Regions from separate parts of the Anas platyrhynchos genome. Here region 2 is linked to region 1. Evidence: chromatin contacts called from public Hi-C data. All regions are on one chromosome and are shown on one strand. Each heading gives the region's core, a stretch centred on a gene start, on an enhancer-like site or on the middle of the called end of the contact. The rest is flanking DNA. Distances are from core to core; before and after follow the strand shown. Region 1 holds the start of NUP214 (nucleoporin 214). Region 2 holds the start of ABL1 (ABL proto-oncogene 1, non-receptor tyrosine kinase).

Evidence for each region. A called contact is a pair of places that touch in the nucleus more often than the background predicts.
Region 2: a Hi-C map of subcutaneous adipose tissue shows a contact between it and region 1, with 1.9 times the contacts expected there. The contact joins the promoter of ABL1 here to the promoter of NUP214 in region 1. A contact is called at or near these places in 2 of 8 Hi-C or Micro-C datasets (skeletal muscle and subcutaneous adipose tissue).

The regions. Positions count from the first base shown.
Region 1 is chr18:10,115,110-10,120,577 of IASCAAS_PekinDuck_T2T, reverse strand. NUP214 (nucleoporin 214) reads left to right here and starts at 2,248. Exons shown (of 36, transcript XM_072025461.1): 1 at 2,248-2,404; 2 at 3,543-3,738; 3 at 4,535-4,686; 4 at 5,078-5,282. The coding sequence starts at 2,363. AIF1L (allograft inflammatory factor 1 like) reads left to right here. Exons shown (of 5, transcript XM_027470841.3): 5 at 1-686.
Region 2 is chr18:10,244,417-10,249,884 of IASCAAS_PekinDuck_T2T, reverse strand. It overlaps ABL1 (ABL proto-oncogene 1, non-receptor tyrosine kinase), which reads left to right and starts at 3,448. Exons shown (of 12, transcript XM_027471158.3): 1 at 3,448-4,022; 2 at 4,186-4,537. The coding sequence starts at 4,402.

The DNA of each region.
Region 1 (5,468 bases), core at 999-3,498:
GTCTCTGACCAGGAGCATAATCTCTGAACAGGTAGTTGTCTTGTCCGTCAGGTGTAGAAACAAGCCTGCTGTTACGCCTTTGCAGCCCCTCAGGAAGGCTTAGGGGGAAACAGAAGCTTCAAGTGAAAGGAAGCTGGGTGACCAAACTCTGAGCCCTGCAAGATTTTTCCAGACCAGCTAAGGATGAGGATCTTTCTTCATGCAGCTGCTCTTTCTGATTTTGCAGACTTCTCTGCATGTGTTTCAGCTTGGTCCCGTGGGACTATTGGGCACATTTTCCTGCTATGTAAGCCCTCAAGCTTGCAAAGAGTGGCTGTAAATGCAGAGTAAGAGCTGGGACCAGGTGTAGCTGGGACTGTGCTATCCACGCTCTGGTTATTGCAGTGATTCTTGCTCTATACACAACTTCTGGAATCCAGATGTTTGCTCTTTGCCCTTCCCCATTTTTTTTCTTAAATGTTCTTGGCAGCTTTTAACTTTTTAAAATCACAGTTTAATAAATTTTAAAGGAAAATACAGATGATTAACTCTACTAGGCTTATTGTTCCTGCCAAAGGCTGCACTTTTATTTAAAAAAAACATTCTCACTACTGTTTGCATGAAAACCAAAACTGCAATGGAGAGAGAAAAATTGTAAGAGCAGCACCAGTCTACTTTGAAGACTGAAAATAAATCTTTTGAAGCTATACTGTGTGTCAGTGTGTTTAGTTTAGCTTTTCGGAGGCTTGGTCCAAATGATTGGCTGCAGATTAGTTGAGCTGTTTTCCAAGTTGGTTAATATAAACCCTTAAATAGATCTTGGTTTGCACTGCCTTGATCTGATCTTTATCTGTGTAATAACTGACCGAATGCCTTTGGGTTTGTGTTACAAAATGCAGAGGCCACCTCCTGAAAGCCAGCCTCTGATTTTCTCTAAAGAAAACAGGTGGGAGTGCTTGTTTTAAGGAATGACTTGTTTATCAGGAGCAGACACTTGCAATGCTTCTCATGTAAGATTACTTTTTTTCATGCTCTCTGCTCTTGAAGCAATTGCCTGAGGTTCTTATCAGACGTGAGTTATCAAAATGGAAACCGGGCTTCCTGGGGGAATGAGTGGGTATGCTTTATCCACGTGTTCTTCAAAAGGACAGAACTGCCCTGAGATCACAGCCCTGTCTGCTTTCCGCTGCCCGTTAGCCTCTAGGAATGCACCTGCATTTCTGTGCTGTGTGTGAAAGCTGCTGTTGTGTTAGAGGGGAAGAAGAAAAGGATCATGTGGGAATTTAGATGTGGTTTGCCACGCTTCAGGTCACTACCTGCACGTATCACTACTGTTACCTCTGTGGAAGTCCATGTCTTTCTGATCTTAGATAAAATGCAGTGCAAGCTCCTGGAGCTGGGAACAGCCTTTTGTGCTGTGTCTGTGTCACCACAGGGCTAAGCGTTGGGGTGATGTGCTCCCTGGGTGGGAGGTGACCCTGTGAGCTTCAGCTGGGAGGAAGCGAGGAAAGACACGTGGATATTAGGAAAAACTTCTTTACTGAAAGGGTTAGGCATTGGAATGGGCTGCGCAGGGGAGTTGGTGAGTCACCATCCCTGGAGGTCTTTACAAGATGTTTAGATGTAGAGCTCAGTGATATGGTTTAACAAAGGACTTGTTAGTGTTAGGTCAGAGGTTGGGCTGGGTGACCTTGGAGGTCCCTTCCAACCCAGATAACTTCATGAAGGACAGCTGGGCCTTGCTCTGACCAAGAGCTACTTTCCTGGGGCCTCAAAGCACCATAAGGGTGCCTTCCCTTCACAGTGCTTCATCGTTTCCACCTCAGCGTGTGCCTGGTGGTGCACAAGGACCAGCCTCAAGCACCAGACCACATTTACCCCCATGAAGGGACTGGGGTTTCCTTGGGGCTCCAGTGCTGTTGGACCCATAAAAGCAGCACCACAGCCCCGTGGAGGTTGATGGGCTGGGAGGGAAGGCTCCGGCTTCGTTGGCAGCCAGATCTGTGCCAACGCCTGGCCCCGGTGGGTCCCTGAGGGCTGTGGGGTCCCCTCAGCGCCATGGGGTCCCCTCGTTGGGGTCCCCTCATTGGGGTCCCCTCATGGCTTTGGGGTGTGCCCTGCAGCAGCCCCCCGCCCATAATCAGCACAGACCCGACTCAGGAACACCCAAACAGCACAAATTTATTAACTTTGATTAACCACAGCCTCGGCATCCCCCCCCACCCCCAGCAGCCGCCCCTTATTTTCCCCTCCGCCCCCCCTCCCTTGGAGGACTCCTCCCCCGGATCATAGAGTAGCGCGGCTAGAGCGGCCCCGCCGGAAGCGGAAGCGAGCGGAGCTTCCCCGGCGGCGGCGCTGAGGCGGCGGGGGCCGGGCTGGAGCCATGGGGGACGACATGAACGTGATCCCCGAGCGGGAGATGAAGGCAGGGCGAGGGCCGGCAGCCAGCAGCCTGTGGAGAGTGGGGGGGCGGCCCTGGGCACGCAGGGGGTGGCAGGCTGCCGGGGGGGAGCGGTTATGGGGGGCTTGGGGGGGTTCGGCCTAGGCTGGGGGGGGGCACCGGGGGTGGGGGAGGGGCTGGGGGGGGCTTTTGGGGGGGATCCTCAGGGGTTTGGGGGTGTTTGTGGAGGGCTGGGGGGAGAGGCTGGCTTGGGGTGTGGTGGAAAGTGGGTTTGGGGGAGCCTGGGGGCAGGAGGGGCTGGGGGCTCTGCTGGGTTTCTTCTGAGCTGCAGGGGGAGGCTGTTGGGGAGCAGGGAGGGGGTTCTGAGGTCTCCTGGGGGGTTCTGAGGTCTCCTGGGCGGGCCTTCTGTGGGGAATCTGCTTTTGGGAACAGTGCTGGCTGTGTGTGTGGTTTTCTGCCTTTGGGCAGCACGAAGCCGAGCATTGCTGCCAGCCCAGCCTGCCCGTGTGTGTCCCAGGCTGTGTGAGCAGGACGGGGCTGTTTGTGCAGGCTGCTCGAGCCTGTGTGGATTTGTGCAGCTGCTTCCTGCTCAGGCACCTGGGCTGCTCGTTTTGCAGAGGGTTCTGAGCTCCTGCAGTCCTCCTAGGTTGCAGAAATGCATTTACTCCATGCTTTTTTTTTTTTTTTTACTCCATTTTTGGCAAAATGAACCAAAAACCTGAGGCTTGATTTGAATTAGTGGTGTTAGATAGAGTGCTCTAACTACACCTTGTGCGCTTTGTAGCTTTAAGGGAACAGGTTTTATTCTATCACATTTTATCTTTGCTATGTTCCCTTTTCTTTCCTTTTTTCCTCTTCTGTGACAATTGTCTAGTTTCAGGCATATTTCTGAGAGGAGTTAGATGCCTCAAGTTCAGCTCCTACAAGTTTTATGAAAACAGGCTGTTGGGTAGAAGAGAGACACACCAGGCAAAACTGCTGTGTGATCTCTGTATTACTTAGGGAAGACAGAAAAGGTGATAGGTTGGCCAGTGGTAGCATGGATGTGGGTGTTCTGCAGCTCTTGTGGAGAGACTTTCAGCTTATTGTCTTAGAGAAACCGAAGTGAAGTCTTCCTCTTCGTCTGCACGCGTACAGCTATGTCTGCTCTCTCCCACAACAGGATTTTCAGTTCAGAGCACTGAAGAAGGTCCGCATCTTCGACGCTCCTGACGATCTCCCCAAAGAGCGCTCCAGCCTCCTCGCCGTGTCCAACAAGTACGGGCTGGTCTTTGCTGGTGGGGGAACCAGCCTGCAGATCTTCCAGACCAGGAATCTTCTCATGCAGAATCAGCTGGGAGAAGATCCCAATAAAATCGGTGAGGCGCGTTTGTGGCTCGTGGTCGCTGCAGAGACAGCTTTGTGTGGGTTTCATGCTATGGAGCTCTTGGCTTCTGACACAGTCCTCGTTGTGGTCTTTGGCGCATTTGAAATTCCTGTGTTTTCTTGTATAAGAAGGCAGGGCCAGTATTTGCTGTGCCTCTAACTGAAATGAAGTAGAATCAGTGGGATCAAGCCACCAGGACGCTGGTTGTGCCTTTTCAGGTTCCAGTCACATTTGGGTACCTGCTCTTGTGGTAGCCAGTCTCTGAGCCGTGGGCATGTGTGTGCGTCAGGGATGTAAGCGAGTGGAGAGGGGGACACAGTTCTCACACCAGTTTCTCTGTTTGGACTGTCCTGCGAGAGAGGAAGCAGTGACTGTTCTGCCACCTCAAAACCAAAGTGCATTTGGTGGCATAAAAATTTGCTGGCAATGAAAACCACTTGGTTTTCATTCTCATCTTGTCCTTAGTAACTGTGCTACCCAAAGTTCCCATATGCACTGCAAGGAAAACCTAAAATACGTCTGCTTAGTTGTTCTTGCAGATTACTGAGGAAGGAAAGGGACATTTTCTTTTCTGAGAAATTTGAGAGACTCTGGAGATTGTATAGATAGAGATGAAGGGGTTTGCCTTCACTCAGTGCATTTGCTGCATCAGCTCTGACAGCTGCTGTTTGTAGGACTGTCTGTTAAGTGACTTTTGCATAAACTTGTCCTTTCTGTGTTGTTTTAAAAGTTTTTGCTCTTTAAATTTGTACACTTCATCCTATCTTACTTGCCTTTTGTGTTTCAAGTGGAGAATGTCCAGAGTACCGTAGTTCCCCTGAAGTTCCCTGTGCAGCACTTGGCTCTAAGCTGCGATAACCTCACGCTGTCGGTCTGTATGATGTCCAGTGACATCGGTTCCTTCATCGGCTTTTTTGATGTCCGCACATTCTTTAATCAGGTAAAGTACATGCAAAGTTGTTTTTCTTTTTTTTTCTTCTTTGACCCAGATTAGAACACAAGAAGTGTCATGCCTCGGGTGGGATTTTCTGCCTCTCTGTCTTGTAAAGGAGTTTAATGAAAAACTCAAAACATGCTTTGAACTCTTCCCGGGATGGGGCATCCACAGCTTCTCTGGGCAGTCTGGTCCAATGCCTCACCACCCTCAGAGTAAACAACTTCTTCCTACTGTCTAATGTAAATGTACCCTTTTTAGCTTAAAAACTGTTACCCAACTTATTTCCATCAGTTGTTAATTTATTGGGGAACCAGAACTGCTTTGGACTGTGACTTTGTGAGAACTTATTTTCATGCTCTGTCTGACTGTCTCAAATATTCGTCTTTTGTAAAAGGCGAAACAGCAGAAACGTCCCTTTGCTTATCACAAACTGGCCAAGGACTCGGGAAGCGCAGCGGTGGTCAATGACCTGAAGTGGAACCCTGCTAGCCCCACCATGGTGGCCATCTGCCTGTCGGATGGCAGCATCTCCGTCCTGCAGGTCACGGACTCTGTCAAAGTGTACGCCACGCTGCCGTCCTCTGTGGCTGTTACATCTGGTGAGTGGCAGCCTTGGGCGAGGTGCAGAATGTTGGGCACTTGGGAATAGAGGTGGGTAGGCGTAAGAAAGTTTGTCTCAGGGAGGTGGTTTCTTAAAGAATAAAAGAAATTGCAAACAGGAAGGATTTAAAATCCCTAAGACTCCAAAAATGGGGTGTGATGTAACTGCTCTTTCCCAGTTGATT
Region 2 (5,468 bases), core at 2,199-4,698, 130 kb before region 1:
AAGGTGAGACAGTGCCAGGTTCTGATAACGTGAATCTCAGGAAAAAGGAGCTGGTGTCTCTGCAGCAAGATGTGCCTGCACAGATGAGTTCCCTTCTTTGTATGTTTTTCCTTATTTTTTCTGCACAGCAGCATCTTTTTAAAACTATGCTCCATGTCCAGGCTTCTCATGCTAATCCTGTCTTCCCAGCATGAACTTTGGCTGCTTATTCTCAATAAATGAATAATTAACCTGAGAAACAATGAGCTAGATCTAGACTGCTTCATCTGCACACTGCAGCATTCCTGATATCTTGGCCTCAGGAATGTGTTAAACAGGGAAGGACGTGGGACTCATCCAGTTACGTGCTCCCAGATTCCTGACAGTTTTGTTTTTCAACCTATGAACAGGAGCACAAGCAGGAAAGGTTTGCTTATTGATCACTTCTGATCTGTGTAGGGAAATGGGGGTCCTGGCGGTTTTCTCCATGGCCACGAGAGGTCATTGCTGCTCTCTGCACATTCAGCCAGTGCCAAGCCCAGACCTAAATTCTGTGAGAAAGCTTCAACAAGGGGCTTGTTGGCAGTTCCTGCAACCCCATCTAGTGTAGCTTCACAAGCCAGCAAGTGATAAGAGATGGGAATGACAAACTGGCTGGGGAGGGATAAACTTCCTAAGCAGTTTCAAAGGTGCCTGATAGAAGGACGTGCCCAGCAGCCATTTACTGATGATTTGACTGAATCCTTGTGGCTTTTCTCTTCGATAAATATTGAGAGCTATTGACCAGTGCTCATCCACCTCTCTAGCGATGGGATGTGCTGCCAGAGCTCACAGTTTCCATGCAGAGACTTCAGGTACTAATCATGACCCACAGTATGGCAAATGCCTCTTCTACATTGCCCACCAGAGACGAGTGGGGAGTTGAGGGGACTGGGGGAGGTTTGGCAAACAGGACTGGGGAAGCCAGGGCCCCTCTGCATAGGCAGGTCGAGCTGTATAGATGCCTCTGAAATGGGAAGTGCTCAAGATGTAAAGGAGGACTCCAGCAAAAGCAGCATCCTCTTGCGTTCTTTAAATAGCCTGCGGGATTTTGCTAGGCAGCTAAGAAGGAGGGATGAAAAAGAAGGAACTATGGTTTCTGTGGTTTAGGAACGAAACCATAGCTGAAACAGGTGGGAAAAATTAACATACACAGAATGCCCATGTACGCACTAAACCAGCTTAGACCAATTCAATTTCTGGTCACTGCTGTCTGCCAGCATCGAGCCTGTTTATAAACCAGCCACAGCCCCTGCCTGTGCTGCCTATTCCGGGGCTGATACATAGTACAGATGTGCTTGCAAGTGGAGCTAGTAAATAGTTCCCTCGCTGGTGAGTGTTGCCTGCAGAAACGAGAGCACAAATCACTCATCTGTAGAAATAAATTTCCTGTTTCTTGGTGCTAGTGTTGATTCATGAACTAATATGAAGAACGGCAACCCCTCCCTTCGCTTCCAGTAATAACCACTGGGACTTCAAATCTGTGCTAATGGATTATTAATCCAATTACTGCTGCTATTATGTTACTTCTGTATCATCTGTGTGCAGTTTTGCTGTTCAAGTGAGGTGAATGGTATAAATACAAAGCCTCGAGCAGACCCTGGAAGATACTGAAATCCCACTGAGATGAAAGGCAGTCTCGAAATGGTTGTCTCAGGTTTCTGAGGACTGGCAATTAACGTGGTGAGGCTTGGTATTCGGTCAAGTGGTTTAAGATATTGTTACAGGGGAAATGGAGAAAATATCACGGCAGCTGTTGGATGTAACAACCCCCCGTGTAAGGGAAGGTAAATGGAAAAGGTACTGAAATTTCTTCTGGATTTCACTCTGCTTCAGTCCTACCACGGTACCTGATAGAGATTATCCAGAATGCTCCTGTTGCGCTCAGAAGGGAGCAATTTTTTCGTTAAGGAGTGGTGGGTACTGACTAATCTAGTAAGAAATTTCCCTCAGGTTGCTCAGCCTGTGTTGACAGACAGCTGTTTCTTCATTTTCCTTCAATCCGTGGGATCAGCCCGGGTATGCATTGGAGCTGAGTAGATAGATCATCGTCGTGAAAAGCTGATCTCCATTACTGAGATAAACCTGGAGAAATTCTGCTGAGGGGCTGTGCCCCTGGATTTGTCTCAGGGCAACGTTGCAGAATTTCTCTCTGCTGCGTGTGTAGCACAAACACCATTGGTACTTGAGTCACTAAGGGGAAAATGCAATAAAAATGGTTTGGGATCAGTCTCCTGGCTGAGAATTAGCAATGTAGGAGCAGGCGGGCGCAGCAGAGGTGTGGAGAATCCCTTAGGCCTGAAAGAAGGGCTATGTTTCAAATGCTATTGCAGGAAGATGAAAAATACATGTCAGCCAGGGACCTTGAGTGTGGCGTAGATGTGGAGTGTGTTTGGATTTGTCACAAGGGAGGAGCCCGTATAAACAAGCCACTCTGTGGCCAGATGGTTACCCCGAGCAGGAGGCTACTGCAGAAATTGCATTTGTGTGTTCTCCCATTGTCAAGTGGGAGCAGACGCAGACCTTTGACCAAGACACCCTGACCTCATCCTGCTGCCTCAACCCTCCTCTATTCCCAAGGTGAAGCGGAGAATGTACGAGGAACTAAAACATCTCCGGCGTCACGGGCTGTGCCCCGCAGCGTGGGGACCGCGTGTGCTGCACAGCTAACGGGTTGAACAAAGCGGGGTTTAACTCTGGCGTGGTACAGAATGGTGCACAAATAAAATTGTGTTTGTTTTATTGCCTCTTCCAGTGGCCTCTGTGGATGTTTTCGGTGTCAAGTTTTGCATATCCGCTGAAGCCAAGTCCTTTGTGCAGGCAGGACGACTGCTCCCTGCCTGCGGAGGAGCTGCTGGCGGGGCGTGCAGCTGCCTAGGTCGAGGTCTCCTCATCCTTCCACATCCCTGCGGGGAACGCAGGGTCCTGAGCTGTCCTGGGGTCTTAAATCCCTCATGGCAGGGGGGCTGTAGGTGGTCCGAGGGTCAGCCAGCTTTCCTTGACAGGCGGAGGAAGCCACTTGGGTGGCCTCGAACAGGGACAAGGGCTGTGCCGTGAGCTCTCCGGGCCCTTGGCTGTGCTCCGCGTAGGGGAAGAGCCCAACTTTAATCCTCAATTCGCACCATTGCGTGCTGTAATATGAACAAACACCTCTCCCACCTGCCCTTTCCACCTTCACCCCGTTCCCCTCAGCTCCCCCTCATCCTGAGGGACGCGGGGGCACCCCCTCAAACCCCACCGTGGCACCCCCATTCCCCTCACGGCTTCGCTCCCCATCCCCTCAGCGCTCATTATTCCCTCACAGCCCCCATTTCCCTCATTTTCTCCCCAATCCAAGCCCTATTTCTCCTCACAGCCTCGTGCCCCCCCCTCAGGGCCCGGCAGCGGGCGGGAGGCGGCGGCGATGGCGGAGGAGGGGCCGGAAGGGGCTGTGACCGCCTGCCGGCCGCGGGTTCCGCCATCTCCCTCCCCTCTCCCGGGGGTCTCTCCCCCCTCACCCTCCTCAGCTTTGTCCCCCTTCCTCCTGTCAGCCTCCCCTTCCTCCTCCTTTCCTCCTGCAGCCGGCCCCGCTCGGCCTCCCGGGGGTGCTGTGCGGGAGCCTCCCTGCAGGAGCCCGGCTGCAGCCCCCGCTCCTCCTCCTCCTCCTCCTCCCCGTGAGGAAGGCCGGGGGCAGGCAGCCGAGAGCGGGCCCAGAGCTGCTTCGACGGCCTCCATGGCCCCCCGGCACCCCCCCAGCTCGCCCCGAGGGAGAGGCACGGCAGGAGGCGAGGCGAGGCCGGGGGAGGCCGGAGGCCGCCGGGCTCTGAGGTGCCCCCGCCGGGCCGCCTGAAGCCTTTGGGGTGGTGGGTGGGGGGGTGCCGGCTGGTTGGCCTTGGCCGGCTCAATGCTATGCGAAAGAAAAGGAAAAAGAAAAAAAGGAGAACGAAGAAGAAGAAGAAGAAGAAGGAAAAAAAGGAGCCTCGACGCTGGTCGCTGGGGGGGGGAATGAGCGTTTCCTGCCCGGGGTGAGCCTACACGCGGGGTCTGGCGTGCGTGAGGTGACCTGACCCTGCTGCCCTCGGTGGAAGACACGCCGCGGACGGCGACGTGAAACTTCGGTGACACTTGTTTGGTGACACTTGTTAGGATCGGAACTCTTTAACTTTCCTTTTTTTTGTTTTCGTCAAGCCACCTAAGAAGCCTTGCTGCTGTCACCGAAAGCGTTGGGAGACGCCGTGCTTGCCTTGGGTCTTTGCCTCAAGTGACTTTATTACGTGGTGAGTGCAGCCAGCACGCCCACCTGAAGCGAATTCTCCTTCAGAGCTCCTTCCCAGCCTGGAAGATCGGGGGTCACGGACTTTGCTGAAGCTTCTCGTCCTGGGAAAGGCTGCCCATAGCTGCTTTATGGGGCAGCAGCCTGGAAAAGTTCTTGGGGACCAAAGGAGGCCAAGTCTGCCCGCCCTGCACTTTATCAAAGGAGCAGGGAAGAAGGAGTCATCGAGGCATGGGGGCCCGCACTGTAACGTCTTCGTCGAACATGGTAAGGTGTTTCAGCTGGTTTTTCTCTTGGTTTAATTTTGATTTACCCACATGGATGTGGCATGTGTTTGCTGAAGTGCATAGTGCAGGTACAAAAATGCTGTTCTTCATGGAAGTCTTTTGTTTGCTCTCCCTTCGTGCTTAAGGTGAATCTTCTGTGATTGTTTCTTATGAAATTACTCCACGTGCATCAGATTACTCAAAACCTGGGCTGTGATTCTGCTAAACATGGAATACAAGGAAGTAGCTCTTTAACGTCCTACAAGCTTCTCATTCTTGCCCTGGATATGTTTGTTGTTTGTTTGTTTGTTTTTAAGGTCTATGTAAGTGTTTCATCCTTTTTGAGTAGTTTATTTCGTAGGTATTGATGAACCACAGCTGATGGTGATGCTATTGCCACTGACAAGTGTTTTCAATTATCTTTACAAAAGGGGTTCTACTACTTGGAAAAAAAAATAGCCTGCTTTGGAAACTTTGTGGATAGTGCTGTTGTGACAACTGGTGGGAATAAAATAGTTCCTTGTTAATTTGTTCGGTGTGTTTACAGCACTTTTGGTTAGTGGTTTCTCATAGCCAGTTAAGCGCTGATCCTGTGCTGTGATGGATTTAAGTGCAAGAGGCTAAAAGTGGCCGAGTTAGGGGTATAGCAGCCCTTTCACCTGTTGGCATCCCACCAATTAAGAAGGGGTCAAGAATCTCAGGAAATCACAGCAGATTAAAAGTGCACTAGAACTTGGTTGGCTTTGTAAATGTTGCAAATGATTTATTTGTTTTTTTAAATGTCAGAAGAGATCTCAGCTAAAGGCATCTCTTTCAAAAGTTAGGCACAGAAATGAATTGTTTCTCTGGTACTTTTTGGAGTAATCCTTGCTTTTGCTCAGTGGTTTTTCAGTTCTAATAGTCTTTGAGAAAACGTGCAGTAGGCCTCTGTC